5 separate regions of the Mus musculus genome follow, and all the other regions are linked to region 1. Evidence: chromatin contacts called from public Hi-C data. All regions are on one chromosome and are shown on one strand. Each heading gives the region's core, a stretch centred on a gene start, on an enhancer-like site or on the middle of the called end of the contact. The rest is flanking DNA. Distances are from core to core; before and after follow the strand shown.

Region 1 (2,799 bases), core at 274-2,773:
TGCTGGGGTGTGTGGCTGGCTGTGTATAAGTGTCCTCTTCTAGGCTTTGTTTGGTAATGAAAAATAAAACAGCATTTTATTTTTTAAAAAAAATCACCATTTGAACCACAGTAAAAGTTTAGCAGATCAGTGTTACATATGTGCTCTGTATGAACCTTACTAGGAGTCACATGACCTTGTTTTGTGGAAAGGACACAGTAATAATTTTGGCTTATCACTAGTAGTCAGAGTCAACAGAAGAAATGTCCTTGGAATGCTCACCTGTGCTCATATCTGCTGCCCCAGCCTCAGAGACAACCAAGGAAGAAGGTATTGAAAGGCTTTAAGAACCAGAGGTCAGAGAGGCACCTTGAGAAGCAGTATCTTCTGGATATAACTGGACCACTGTATTCATGAGCTCACAGAAGCCATGGTTGTCTGCATGAGACCTTCACAAGATCAAACCAGTCAGCATGGAGTAGGAGGGGTTTCATGAACCCCAGTGATAACTGAGGATATATGGACAATTGATGGTTCTTTTGGGGGAAAGATCACTTAAGGAAACAAAGTATAAACCCTAGTAGGGTGACCACACTCCAGTGGATGTCCCTATCCCTGGAATTTCATGGACAGCACAAATTGGAGCTAATGGGTAGTTTTTTTTTGGGGGGGGGCACAAAAACATGACGTTGGGGGTGGATCTGGGTAGAGTTAAGAAGAGGAGTTGGTGGTGAATATTGTTAAAGTATATTCTATGACCATTCTCAAAGAATTAATAAAAAGGCTTATACTAAAAATAGCTTATGTTTTGCCTTTCAGATGGTGGCTATCCTTGTAAAACAAAACCAGGCATGTGCAATATGGACATGAATGGGTTTGCTTATGTCTATAAAACTTTATTTATGAAAGCAGCTAATAGCTGCTCTCAGCCAGCAGGCCTCAGTGTCCTGACCATGATTCTAGATTTCATTATGAAAACATGCATAGGAACATGTTCTAACTGTCCAGGACTTACTGGTCAGGTCACAGTCCTGAAAGGTACCCATGTAGCATGGCTTCATCACTTATGTTCCTGAGAGCTAATTATTTGGCCCAGTCATAACATTTAATAACCTTCTTCTGTGACTTCTGTGTGTCCCCTGCCCCCAAATGCAGTAAGTATACTCTGGGCGGGAAACAAAAGATGCAGCTACTGTCCTGTGTTTCCCTGGAAGCCTGTGGAGTGGCATTGCTTTTGCCAGGAGTGGTCCTTCCGAGAAAGCTGTCTCTGAACAAGTTTGGGCAACAATTTCATTGAGGATGAAAGAGTTACTTCTGTCAAATTCAACACGCACTCCAGTTTCATTATTTTAGGACATAAAATTGTTTAGTGATTAACTTTGTTTATACTTGGCAAAGCATCACTTCCTTTTCTGAGGAGGAAAAGAGACAAAAAAGCTCATAAAAAATTTTTCAAAAAGCTTTCTACTTCAAACAGCTCTTACAAAACTGCATTTGGATGAGTCAAGTGTGGGGGAGTCAAAACCATATGGATTCTTCCCCTTTTAAAATAAACACTGACTTTCAAATTGAAGGAAATTTTCTTACAAAAGTAGACTTTAGCTTCCATAGACTATAAATAGTGAAAAAAAAGCAACTTCCCGAAATTTGATAGACCCAAATCACAGCTGGGTTTCTCATTCTTAATAATTGTGTTTTCACTGTATATCATTTAAAAACAAACAGCTCTAGGAGTGGCCCACATTCGGCTATTTTTAAGGGCATGGAGATTTTCATTTATCTCTCAAGTAATTTTTTCCCAAATCTTGAATTTGAGATAAGTTGCATTGTTACATTCGAAAAGACATAGGGTTAACCACTTGCCAGTCATTGTATTTCAGAGTCAGCTTGAGGTTAGTCTGGACTTCATAAGTGGATCCTGTCACAAAAGGAAGGAGGGTTCAAGGAAGGAGACAGAGACAGATAGGGAAGAAGATGAATACAGAGGAGAAGAAGGAAGTATTTGGGTGACAGCAAAAGAGGAGGAAAGAACAAAGTAAGGAGAGAAGTCAGGAAGGAAAGAGGAAGGGAGGGAAGGAAAGAAGGAGGGAGGGAGGGAGGGGAGGAAGGAAGGAATGAAGGAGATGGAAAGTGAGCTATGTCTGTAAACTTATTGTTTAAGATTGATTGATATAAGACACATTGTTTAAGATTGTTTGTGTGCATGTATGTGAACCCTGTTGAATATCTGTGTACTGCTTTTGTATAGAAGACCATGGGAGTCAGAGGAAGGCATTAAATTTCCTGGAACTGGAGATACAGGGTGTTATGAGTGACCATGTGGGTGCTAGGAACTGAACCTTGAGTCCTTAATGAAAACAGCCAGTGCTTGCTTCTAATCACTGAATGATCACCCGGTCTCTGTCTGTACATACTTCTGATACAATGATAATTCCTGGTTAGATTATCATCTATTATTACATTTTATCTACATTTTCATTAATAATCTAAGCAATAAAAAATTAGCACCCTTATTTAGGTAGATTAAGTGACCTACTTGGATGGCTATGAATATTATCATCAAATAATGCAAACAAAATTTTCATAATCTCAGTCTTTAAACAAATCAAGTCAACTAGACTTCCATTTGTTCCTTAATTCCTTTGTTAACACCAGAAATTCTAAAATACAGAGGCATTTTCTTGAAAGGACCCAGATATAGCTGTCTCTTGTGAGACTATGCCAGGGCCTAGCAAACACAGAAGGGGATGCTCACAGTCAGCTATTGGATGGATCACAGGGCCCACAATGGAGGAGCTAGAGAAAGTAACCAAGGAGCTA
Region 2 (2,700 bases), core at 132-2,631, 1.1 Mb after region 1:
CTATGTATTGAATGCTAGTACTGGCCCCCCGAGACCTGGTGGCCTCAGCTAAGAGAGAATACACAAAGTGATGGTACGTGACCTTGCTCTTTAATGATTACTGACTTGAAGACTGTGAGTTGACTGATATGGGTGCTGGGAATCAAACCTGGGTCCTCTGCACCAAGTGCTCCTAACTGCTAAGACATCACTTCAGCCCCTAAGGCAGGGATTCTCCGCTTGTGACTCCTTTTTACCAGAGAGATTTTGATGGAACATCAGATGGAGAAGCATATAAAATAAGTATACAAATGAAACACTACTAATAAATCATATTGAGATTAATTTTTAAAAACTTTGTATGCGTACAATCTATCATTTACTAAAGACAAAAGTCTATTTGCATACCAATGAGAGATGTGCTTGTTTCTTTTGCATAAAAAATTAAATCTTCTGACTATTTTACATTCAGAACATAGAGCACTTTCAGTTTTTCAAAGTAGATCAATATTTTGATTGGGGACTGGACAGGGATTGAACATTTGCTCCAAACAAAGCTAACAGTAAAGGGGACTGGACACTTAGAGACGGTGTTCTGAGAAATAAATTTATATTTATATAGCCATCAATGTTAAGAGTGCCATTTGGCATAAATAGGTAGTACAAACTGTCAGAAGTGTGCTTAGGAGCATTTAGAAATTGTTGGAAATTCTATCCTAATTGTAAGCCAAAATTCACTGGACAATTTTTGCAAGACTCAAAGAAAGAGGAAGAGAGAATAAGGCTGAGTCACTTGCATATTTTATTTTGCTCAAAATTTTCTCAGAACAACCATGATTATATCTGTATATACATAAAGTAAAATAAACAGAGTATAAGCGCAGCAGTGATGTATGTCACAAGCATTGTCTAATCAGAGTAAACTTGAAAATGACTCAATGACAACAAAATTTCAGGATCTAGAAGCACCCATTGGTCTAAGAGACTAATAACAAATACTTTGTTGTAGTCTGCAGCAACCTATAGCAAACACTTCGTTGTAGTGTGCAGCAACCTATAGCAAACTATAGCCACCTGCATACAGCCACGTTCAACACCCAGTCTAAGTCTGACTGTCTCGGAAAGAAGAGCCTCCTACTACATCTCTGCGTACGTCTGGAGGTAATAAAACACGTCCAAACGTTGCTCTATTCTCTATTGCAGCTTTGACTTATCTGTCATAATTCTCCACTTTGGGCTTAAAGACAATTGATTTTTTTTTTCCCTGTGTGGGCCCTTCCAGGATTTTGACTCCAATTGCTGGCAAAAGTGAGCTTTAGCTTCTCCAAAGTAAACATCTCTCTGTCCTCCAGCCGCCGTCCGTATGTGATGTTGAAAGAATGGCAGGAAATCAATGAGTCATGGTGGGGACTGGACAGGGATAGGACGTGCACTCCAAACAAAACTAACAGTAAAGGGGGCTGGACACTTTGAGATGGTGTTCTGAGAAACAAAGCCAAGATTTCAAGAAAAAGCAAGTACTTTACACAGGAAGGGAACTGAGCATCGTCTACACAGAGGGAAGAGTCTCATTGGGGATGGAGAAGAAGAAGACAGGATTGGATGCAGTACCCAGGCAGAGAGCAGCTAAGCCAAACAGAAGGGTGACAAAGTAGAGAAGTTGGGGGCGAGGGGAATAGAAAACTCAATTACAGCAGTCTTTCCCAGATGAACTGATTACCTATTGTGGTGAAGGGAGTTAGGAAACATGTTGTACCTTGTATTGCTGAGTTGGGAAGGAGCATTAAAAATACCAGTGGGGCTGGCAAGGTGGATCAATGGGTAAGGCACTCAAATCCAAACCCTTAGAATGCAGGTAAATCTGACCACCACGGTCTATAATCCCAATATCCCCACAGCAAGATGAGAGTCAGAGCAAGGAAAATCCTGCCCTCCCAAAAGCTTGCATACCAGATACCCTAGCAACATATATTGGCAGACAGAGACCCAACCTCCAGCTGTGAAAAACGAAGATGGACCCCTTACACATGCTCTGGTGCCTACACAAGAAAACACACACACACACACACACACACACACACACACACACACACACACCCCTTATCAAAATGGCCACAAAGGAAACGGAAGAGAGAGGCAGTGGGAGCTAAGTCCAGGCTTTTGTGGTAGCTGAATGTAGAAGAACGGTGCGGGCCTCCTGACAACACTGAGCATCTCAGTGTTTGCTTCACACGTTTTTCCTTTACCCTGCCACCTGATATATGGCCAGAGCAATTACAGGATTGCTTGTTGTTGACTGACCTATAAGGCCTATTTGCAGAGCACAGTAGTGGCTCTTTGTCCCCATTTCCAAGGGTATGTGCACCTTGGTGTGTACAGATCTACAAGGCCCTGGCCCGGTAGAGACCTCCACTCTGGGCATTTATTAAAGAGTCACAATACCTTCCCAGATTGCCTGAGTTATTACAAAAACCCAGCACCCCATGGTGTGAACTGTCTGACCTGTTCAGTCAGTCCCAACAGAAAATACATTCAAAGTGTTACATTTTCTTGTTTTAAAATTTTCCTATTTCCCATGACATTTTTTGTGAGCTCACTGTAAACATAGCTCTGTGTGTTTTCCCTTCCACCCTCTGAAAATGTGTGTTGTGTGAAATATTAAAAAAGCAATCCACGCTATGCTGGCAGGGCACTAGTGGGAAGACTGGCCTGTTCTCATCT
Region 3 (2,700 bases), core at 74-2,573, 1.1 Mb after region 1:
GAGATGTGACAGAAATAAGGTGAGCAGAGGGACAGAGAGGTGAGAGTCTTATCTATCGGTACATTCCAAAAGGACAATTCACAGTATTAGACAATCCCGCTTTGCTTGGCTCTAACAAACCACCTTGGGTTGTGGAATGATGAGAGATCTGTTTAGCTTACAATTTTTGAGTCTGACAATTCAACCCTGGGTAAACCTAGAGTGTTTGGCCCTTGGTGACAGTCCCCTATGTGTGCTACCCTGTGGCAGATGGTGCCGTGGGGGAGCCAGTGCAAGGAAAGAGACAACACATGGCAGAGGCAGGAAGCCAGATCATGAGAAAGGTGAGCGTTATGTTTTATAACAACCCACTCTAAGAGGAAGTCAGCGGGTTCCCATACACATGGCTTTGATCCCTTCCGTGTGAAATAATTACCTTGGTCTAATTACCCCACCTTCTCTTAAAGGTGCCTGTCTCCAGCATCACCACACTGGCGACCGAGCTTTAACAAACACACACACAACCCTGGGCAACATACTCCTGCTACAGTCAAACAGCAGCTAACATCTAAAAGTAGTAGCTTAGAGAATAGCAAGACAAGCTGATTGTTTCAGAGATGGTGGGTGGGGGGGTGGACTAAAATACAGGTTCCAAAATGAAAAGTTATACCTGAGCTGAGAGAGATACTGAGGACTGGGAAAGTCAAGTAGGTATCTGACTAACCGTGACTTTCATTGTTAAAGTATGCCATTCTCATCTACACTTTGATTAATTTTTTTTAAATAATTGCCGTAAAAATGTAAAAGTACTTACTTCACCACAAAATATATAATCCAATATTATATAAATGATGTGTATGAAACTCTTGAGAAAATATTCCACAATATATTGGAAGTTGAACGTGACTCACTTCGTTTTTGATAGGCAGCCACTGACTAATTCTAAAGTGCTCAAGTCCAGTGAGAGGAAAAGTGTCTTTCACCATACCCTTCCATCCGAAGACATCTAAGTCCATCGATTATGGTGTACAGGGAATGCCTGATTGCTTTATGATGTCATATGCTGCTACAGAAATTATTTATGATGCTCCCGGAGCAAGACGATCTACTCTGGGGCTGATACCTTGATTCAGAATTTGACACCTAAAGTGGTTTGAAGCACTTGTGATATTTAGACGTTGAGTGACCCAATGCCATTGCCTTCAAAACACACATTCAAAACATACATTTTCCACCGGGAACTAGAAGGGCATTTGCAATGAACATCCCTCCAAGCAGCCGAGAACAAAGGAAATGTTCGGCAAAATGATGTTGAAACACTACCACTCAGGCAGGCCTTCTCCCCAGTATCTTTCCAGCCGAATAGCGTGCCTGCCTGTGACTCAGATACTGTTCACATTGGAAAAACAAAGCGGAGACATCTACTTAAACGCGCAAACAGTGCCCTCTGCTGGCGGAAATGGGATGTTAGTTAAAAGAACTTCGTCTCAATGACCACAGGGAAAGAAGGGGGAGGGGAAGGAAGGGAGAATGGAGAGATAGAAGGGGAGGAGAGGAGATGGGGAAGAAGCAGAGGGAATAGGAGTGGGAGGGAGAGGGAAAGAGGGAGGGAGAGAGAAAAGTGGACTGGGGGGGGGGGGAAGGGGTAAGGAGGAGGAGGAGGAAATGATACAAACAGGAGAGAAAAAAAAATGGGTTTTAGTCCTTTTTAAGGATAAATGCTTGAAGCATCTTATCACATAGAAGATGCCAATATATTTCCTTAAATCCCAAAGTAACACGTGGCCTTGAATTAAGGAATGGTTTTACAGTGTCCATTCTTTGCCTTACTAAGTTATTTACTCATCACAAGCTCCCTCTGGGGGTGTCCCCCAGTGCTCTGACTATGCGACATAATATACACTCAGCCTTTGCAGAAGATAGTAACTCTATCAAACAAAATTGTTTCCTTAGCTCACAGACCAGGGCTCTGACAGGGTTCCAGAATGTCCCAGGCTGCTCGACATGTTTCTAAATGCTTAGGAAAATCTTAATGTTGATTTTTTGTTTGTTTGTTTGTTCTGTTTTGCTTCAACAAAAGAAGTGGTTGCTTGAAGATAGCAAAATTGGTTTCTTGAAAGAAAAGAAAATGAGTGAGGTATATCCTTCAGGGCTGGCAGGGGGGCGGGTCTGGAGATGTATGTCATACAATTCATCGTAAGTACTTAGTCAATGGAGTAGCAATTCAAATTAGTTTATATATATATATATATATATATATGCACATGTATAGGTAGTATAGTTACGATATTATCGTGTATATATATACACATACGATATATATACACACATACTATATGTGTGTGTGTGTATATACATACATACATATATATATACATACATACATATATATGAATATGAAAGCCAGTATTTCTAATATCTTACATTAAAAATCAGTTGGCTACCCAGCTTCCCATGCCACCACAGTAGTGGGGTTAGCAATGTAAAATATGTAAATATGTTCTATTTTCATAAGGCATTTGCACTGGTGTATTAATACTGTGTGCATATTTAAAGATGTTACAGAGCCCAGCTTCGTCTGACTGTAAGTCGTCACCCCACTACAGGGTCGCTTAGCTGAAGGTGACCGTTCTAAAGACAGTGACAATAGCAGAAGACTCCTGGATGTGCAATGATCAAAAATAAATTCAGCCTCAATTGTGTAACAATCCCAAGGTGCTT
Region 4 (2,700 bases), core at 142-2,641, 1.2 Mb after region 1:
GCAGACAACTCAGGCATCTGGGTAGAGTGATTCCCCAAATCTTTAAAATGAAACTGGCCCTGAAGACTCTTCCTAAGACAAGCAGTCATGAGTGTGAATCTTGCCACTTATCTTGAAAAGCATGATTCTCTCTGGTTGCTATCTACTTCAAAAAGACTTAAAAATATACAAATAAAAATATTTTTATTTATTAATTTGTTTATTTATTTATTTATTTATTTTTCCCATTTTTTATTAGGTATTTAGCTCATTTACATTTCCAATGCTATACCAAAAGTCCCCCATACCCACCCACCCCCTACCCACCCACTCCCCCTTTTTGGCCCTGGCGTTCCCCTGTACTGGGGCATATAAAGTTTGCCTGTCCAATGGGCCTCTCTTTCCAGTGATGGCCGACTAGGCCATCTTTTGATACATATGCAGCTAGAGTCAAGAGCTCCGGGGTACTGGTTAGTTGATAATGTTGTTCCTCCTATAGGGTTGCAGACCCCTTTAGCTCCTTGGCTACTTTCTCTAGCTCCTCCATTGGGAGCCCTGTGATCCATCCATTAGCTGACTGTGAGCATCCACTTCTGTGTTTGCTAGGCCCCGGCATAGTCTCACAAGAGACAGCTACATCTGGGTAAAAATATTTTTGTTCCATCAACCTTATGCATATTTTTTTTACATTCCTAGACTGGCAAGATTTCTCTTTGTCTATAGATCTGCCCTCTTGGAAAGTCTTCCTCCCTCCTGTGACATGGAAGGATCTTGGTCTTTTTTTTTTTCTTAGTTGGAAGCAAAGAAAGCAAAGTACTGAAGAAACAGCTTGCATCACCAAACACCTAAAGATACATCATGAATTTATACCTTTAATATATCTTACAGCCTGCAAGACAGAAACTGGGTAAGCCTTCCCATGCATAAGGAAGTGTGTCTGGGGATATTGGGTACTGCACTTAATGTCATGTATGCAGAGAGTTGATCCTTTTCCTTTCTCCCTAATTTGTCTGTCTTTCCCTCCTTTTGTTCTCTCAGAAAGCCCACCACTTCAGAAAGTCTAAAGAGATAGGGGCTTATGAGAGTCAGATAAAAAATATTTTGAAAGGGATAGTCATGCATTTCCTGGCTTTGGAGAGGTCTTGGTGGTGTGCTCTTAGATGTTGTGATATTAGTTAGGATCAACACCCTGCCATTGGGCATGGGGTCTCTGGAATCTTCACTCCTGGGTGTAGCTGGAGGAGAATGCGTTCTGTGTGTCTGTAACCAGAAAGGGTAGAATGCTAAAGCCGGTCTAATTAAGGCCAGTCTGCCTGTCCATGACTGTCTGTCAGACTTGAGTCTGGCCTGCCTAGTGCAGTGGAAACAAGTGGGTTTTTTTTTTTTTCCTCCTTTTTCCTCATGTTTTAACTGTGTGAGGTTACAGTGCCACCATGTGGATCCTCCGGTGTGAACCTGGATAATGAAGCTGGGGCTACAAAAGTGGTCACAGGCAACCTAAAAGACTTGGGAACAGGGACAGAAAGAGAAACCCGGTTTTTGAAAAGACACCGTGGTTCGTCAGGAAAAACAGAAGTCACGTCGGTCGGTCAAAAGATAATTTACATTCGTGAGCACCGCTTGGAGCCAAACAGACGCTAGTTGAAACTTACCAAACTGTCTTTACAGCCTCAGTTGCCTTGTCTGTGTAACGGGCACTGTAGTAGCTCCTCTAGGCTGCCGTTAGAATCAAAAGGCAGTGCACACAAAGTGCTCTCTGCCTGCCATGTCTGGTTGTTATGACTGAGCTAAGAAAGGAACTTCACAGCCTTATGCTGAACCGCAGTCCCGTGCTAGGACTCTCGACATTTTGCCCATGGTTTTACCTTGATTTAAGCCTTAACCATTTCACCTTCCCCTGCCTTTGACATGTGAGCTTTGCAGCAGTCAAATTTCAAATCATGTATTTCAAATCATGTTTCCATCATCTTGTAGCTTTGTAGCCTTGGGATATTTAAACCTTCTGAGCTGGGAAGCTGTGTGGTGATGCTGGCCCTTTGTTCCAGCATCCAGGGTATGGAAGCAAGAGGCTACCCTCTTGTTCAAGGATATTCTCTGCTAGATAGTTAGTTAGACTCCAGTATGGACTCACAAGACCCTGCCTGGGGAAAATAAAAATAGGGAACAACAAAATCCTGAGTCCTGGTTTCCTTGTCTGTAAAATGGGGTTAAGAACCTGTTACAGAGGGAACTAGAGCTCGGGCACTCGAAGCTTCGGATGCAGTAACTTCAATGGTCATCAGTCTGCGCCCATCACTGTTACGGTCATGACTACACTACAGGACAGCACAGCCTCACCTTGACCTCCAAGTAACAAAACCTTTAAGTTCACCTTAACATCAAAGAGCGATTGAGGAACTAGACAGGAAGCAACTTCTGTGGTCTATTTACCTACACACCTCAATGTTGAGGTTCTGTGGTTTTTATAAGGTTATCTTCTCAAGGCTAAAAGTGCAGCTATGAACAGTTTACACCTCAGTGTTTTCAGTATTAAAGTGTATTTCATAGTCAAGGTTAATAGTGCCATGTGTTAGTAGCACACACCTTTAATCCCAGTACTCAGGAGGCAGAGGCAGATGGATCTCTGAGTTTGAGACCAGCCTGGTCTACATATAGAGTTCCAGGACAGCCAGGGCTACCTAGACAAACCCTGTCTTGAAAAGCAAACAAACAGAAAACAGA
Region 5 (2,700 bases), core at 155-2,654, 1.0 Mb after region 1:
ATGGCTTCCTCCAAAGGGGAGAGATGGGATGCTAGGACAGAGAAAGAAGGCATAGGGAAATGCAAAGTATTGATGCTATTCTGAACCTTGGGTTTGGGGTAGCTTCCTAGGAGAAGATTATTACTGCCTTTTGTAATGCATATGTATATATCTTATTTAGAATATATAACTTTGAATAAAATATAAATTAGAAATAATAAACAAAAACATTCTCAGTGCCAATTTTAAAAAAAATGCACAGGATCATTCAATTAATAATTTCTGTTCCCTTCACCTGGTCTCATTCTTACAATGACAGAAAAAGTACCTACCAAGCCCAAGCCAAGCCTCTCCCAGGGATTGCTGGGAATAAGTTCTGAGAGTTGGCAGATTTACTTAGAGCCCTTTCTTTGTGGTGGAAATGAACTGAAGCATCTTCCTTTAAGAGTTGGCCTTCCTTTTGTGAAAGCAAAGATGTGGGCAAATTTACAAAGAAGGCCATTTTCCTGCAGGTGCTTCCTACACACCGCAAAGGTCAAGAACGCAACTTAGTTCTTTTTCTAATATCCTAAGGGAACTAATGCAGTTCCTTGTACTTAGTAGGTGGACAACTAATTGCAAATCAATGTATGAATGAAGAAGTCTGGCCTCACAGTTTCCAGGAAAACTTGTAAATGTCACTCTTGAAATGGTAACATGATTCGCAACCTACTGAACGCTTCATAATGAACCACCCACAGACAGAGTTTAGTATGAATATCTCCTATGTTCCTCAAATCCTTTGTGACCTATGGACACAATTGTTAAATGTGAGTCATGATCTGGCCACGGCTCCCACACAATGGGTATTTTTAATGCTCCTGCATTTCCTGAAGTCAAGCTTTCAGGAAATGGTTTTTGCAATAATGACCTCACCCTCCCTGTATCCCCTTACCCCCACCACAGAATCCCAGAATAGCTGAACAGGTGTCCAAGTACCTAGAATTACCCAAGAAACTTCACAACCTACCTTCTGTTTTCTGTCAAAGTCACAAAGCTAACTTGTTCCTTAGAGCTCTAAAGGAATATGTCCATGAACCAGGCCTGCTCATATTTATGTGTTATTTATATCTAGATACAGTTTGTTCTTGATGCTGGCAGTATCTGCACAGAACTAAGCCAGTATAACAGTTAAAGTATAGGTTCCAGAATTCAACAGCCCATGGATCCAAATTACACAAGTGACATAAGTCTGTCACTGTGTATACGGCTTTAGGCAAATAATTTGGCCTTTCAGAGCCTCAACAGTCGCATCTGCAAAGTGGGAATATAGAAGCATTTCTTGGACTATGATGAAAAATCAGATAATAGAGCACATGTAAACCACTGGGCTCCTCTTCTGGCACACAGTAAGTGTGGAAGCTTGCCAGTTCTTACGGCTGTGTGGTTTCCCCATCTCTCAAGCCCTGTCATTCACTGGGACAATGTCAACCACATTGTGGTCACCGGGACTGCTTAGCATTCATGGGGGGGCAGGATGCCTTCAGAACCCTCAGCCCCAGTCCAGTCTGAGGAGCACTGTCTAACTACTCTTTTAGAATCAAAGCCCATAAGGAAGCCTACGTGTAAGAACTGAAGGAAGGTTATACTATCTGGGAACACTTCAGTTTCAAAGCAAGCAGAGACGTCCCCCCACATGAGTGGGAAGAGGGGCATTTGTAGTATGACCTAAGCCCCCTGGTAAAAGTCTTTATAGCATTAAACCATGTGGTAAAACTTAATTAGAAGGGATTATATTTTTCAGAGCTCTATTAACTTGGGAACCCAAAGGCAAAGAAGGTTATTAAATGGCCACCCGATTATGGGAAACAAAATCCTGCTAGTCAACCAGACCAGCTGACAAACTTCCCAAGGGCTTATCTGAGACCCTCCAAACAGCACAAGTAACTAACTACTAAGAGGCGAGATCTGACTCATCACAGTTGTCTTGGAAGTCAGACGGTAGTACCTTAGACATCAGGGCAGAGGTTGTGATTCATGCATCATGTCCTCAAGTCACCAACCATCAACTCAGTGGATGAGCACAAAGAAAGCTGTCCCAGAAGCCCCTAAGAATGACTTCACTACTCATTGTCACAGATCACAGAGTGCTATCCTCATGGCAAGGTTGAGAAACACGGCGGTAGTCATCATCTGGGCACTGGCAATCAGTGATCCACTAGTTGGCTCAGACTGAGGCAAAATTTTGGTGGGCATTTCATGAAAATAGACCCCTTGAGGTCTCCTGTTTCAGAAGATTGAGGATCAACAACAAAAGAACATCAATCCATACCTAAATGGCATTTCACAGCCCTCAAAATAATAAGCTGTCTACGTAGACTGCTGAGAGATGCTTCCAGCAGTTAACACTCACTGGCTGTCCCAGGAAGAGAACAATTCCTAAGGTCTCTCTATGAAGGGCAGCACTTTACATAAGAAATGGCCAGTGTATAATCTTACTTAGCTTTATTCTTCCTGGACCCAGTATCGGGAGCTACCTTTTGCCCTTACTTGGGGGAAATAAGAAATAAGGCAATTAATACTTCCATGAATAAACAAGGAGGATTAGTGCAAAGCACAAGTACCTCTCCAGTTTTCATGAGGATAACCTACTCTACATGACCACAAGCAGGGCGTATTAGACATCTGAGCATCATTTTCCTTACCCGCAAATCTTTTCTCGAAGAAATGTTTTGTGGGTTT

Evidence for each region. A called contact is a pair of places that touch in the nucleus more often than the background predicts.
Region 2: a Hi-C map of bone marrow-derived macrophages shows a contact between it and region 1, with 9 read pairs. The contact joins two enhancer-like sites. A contact is called at or near these places in 1 of 484 Hi-C or Micro-C datasets (bone marrow-derived macrophages) and 3 of 115 datasets of contacts at active chromatin or transcription factors (bone marrow-derived macrophages, double positive thymocytes and stem cell-derived neural progenitor cells).
Region 3: a Hi-C map of bone marrow-derived macrophages shows a contact between it and region 1, with 17 read pairs. The contact joins two enhancer-like sites. A contact is called at or near these places in 1 of 15 datasets of contacts at CTCF or cohesin (the NIH/3T3 cell line), 1 of 484 Hi-C or Micro-C datasets (bone marrow-derived macrophages) and 1 of 115 datasets of contacts at active chromatin or transcription factors (embryonic stem cells).
Region 4: a Hi-C map of bone marrow-derived macrophages shows a contact between it and region 1, with 11 read pairs. The contact joins two enhancer-like sites. A contact is called at or near these places in 1 of 39 promoter capture datasets (neural stem cells), 1 of 15 datasets of contacts at CTCF or cohesin (the NIH/3T3 cell line), 2 of 484 Hi-C or Micro-C datasets (bone marrow-derived macrophages and neural progenitor cells) and 1 of 115 datasets of contacts at active chromatin or transcription factors (acute myeloid leukemia).
Region 5: a contact with region 1 is called in a Hi-C map of bone marrow-derived macrophages, with 11 read pairs. The contact joins two enhancer-like sites. A contact is called at or near these places in 1 of 484 Hi-C or Micro-C datasets (bone marrow-derived macrophages) and 1 of 115 datasets of contacts at active chromatin or transcription factors (embryonic stem cells).

Annotation. Positions count from the first base shown.
Region 1 is chr10:97,281,710-97,284,508 of GRCm38.p6, reverse strand. No RefSeq gene overlaps it. Among named protein-coding and RNA genes, the nearest start is that of Gm34044, 47 kb to the right of the region's middle. Within about 2 kb of position 1,523, at least 11 of the 459 cell types and tissues checked have an H3K27ac peak or open chromatin away from gene starts, as enhancers often do. A contact at or near this core is called in the NIH/3T3 cell line and bone marrow-derived macrophages, where this site is marked.
Region 2 is chr10:96,187,007-96,189,706 of GRCm38.p6, reverse strand. No RefSeq gene overlaps it. Among named protein-coding and RNA genes, the nearest start is that of Gm40746, 7.4 kb to the right of the region's middle. Within about 2 kb of position 1,381, at least 84 of the 459 cell types and tissues checked have an H3K27ac peak or open chromatin away from gene starts, as enhancers often do. A contact at or near this core is called in bone marrow-derived macrophages, where this site is marked.
Region 3 is chr10:96,212,779-96,215,478 of GRCm38.p6, reverse strand. No RefSeq gene overlaps it. Among named protein-coding and RNA genes, the nearest start is that of 4930459C07Rik, 12 kb to the left of the region's middle. Within about 2 kb of position 1,323, at least 167 of the 459 cell types and tissues checked have an H3K27ac peak or open chromatin away from gene starts, as enhancers often do. A contact at or near this core is called in the NIH/3T3 cell line and bone marrow-derived macrophages, where this site is marked.
Region 4 is chr10:96,131,017-96,133,716 of GRCm38.p6, reverse strand. No RefSeq gene overlaps it. Among named protein-coding and RNA genes, the nearest start is that of Gm40746, 49 kb to the left of the region's middle. Within about 2 kb of position 1,391, at least 52 of the 459 cell types and tissues checked have an H3K27ac peak or open chromatin away from gene starts, as enhancers often do. A contact at or near this core is called in the NIH/3T3 cell line and bone marrow-derived macrophages, where this site is marked.
Region 5 is chr10:96,237,190-96,239,889 of GRCm38.p6, reverse strand. All of the region lies in intron 1 of 4930459C07Rik (RIKEN cDNA 4930459C07 gene), which reads right to left. The region is part of intron 2 of Gm40747 (a long non-coding RNA gene); the gene reads left to right. Among named protein-coding and RNA genes, the nearest start is that of 4930459C07Rik, 12 kb to the right of the region's middle. Within about 2 kb of position 1,404, at least 87 of the 459 cell types and tissues checked have an H3K27ac peak or open chromatin away from gene starts, as enhancers often do. A contact at or near this core is called in bone marrow-derived macrophages, where this site is marked.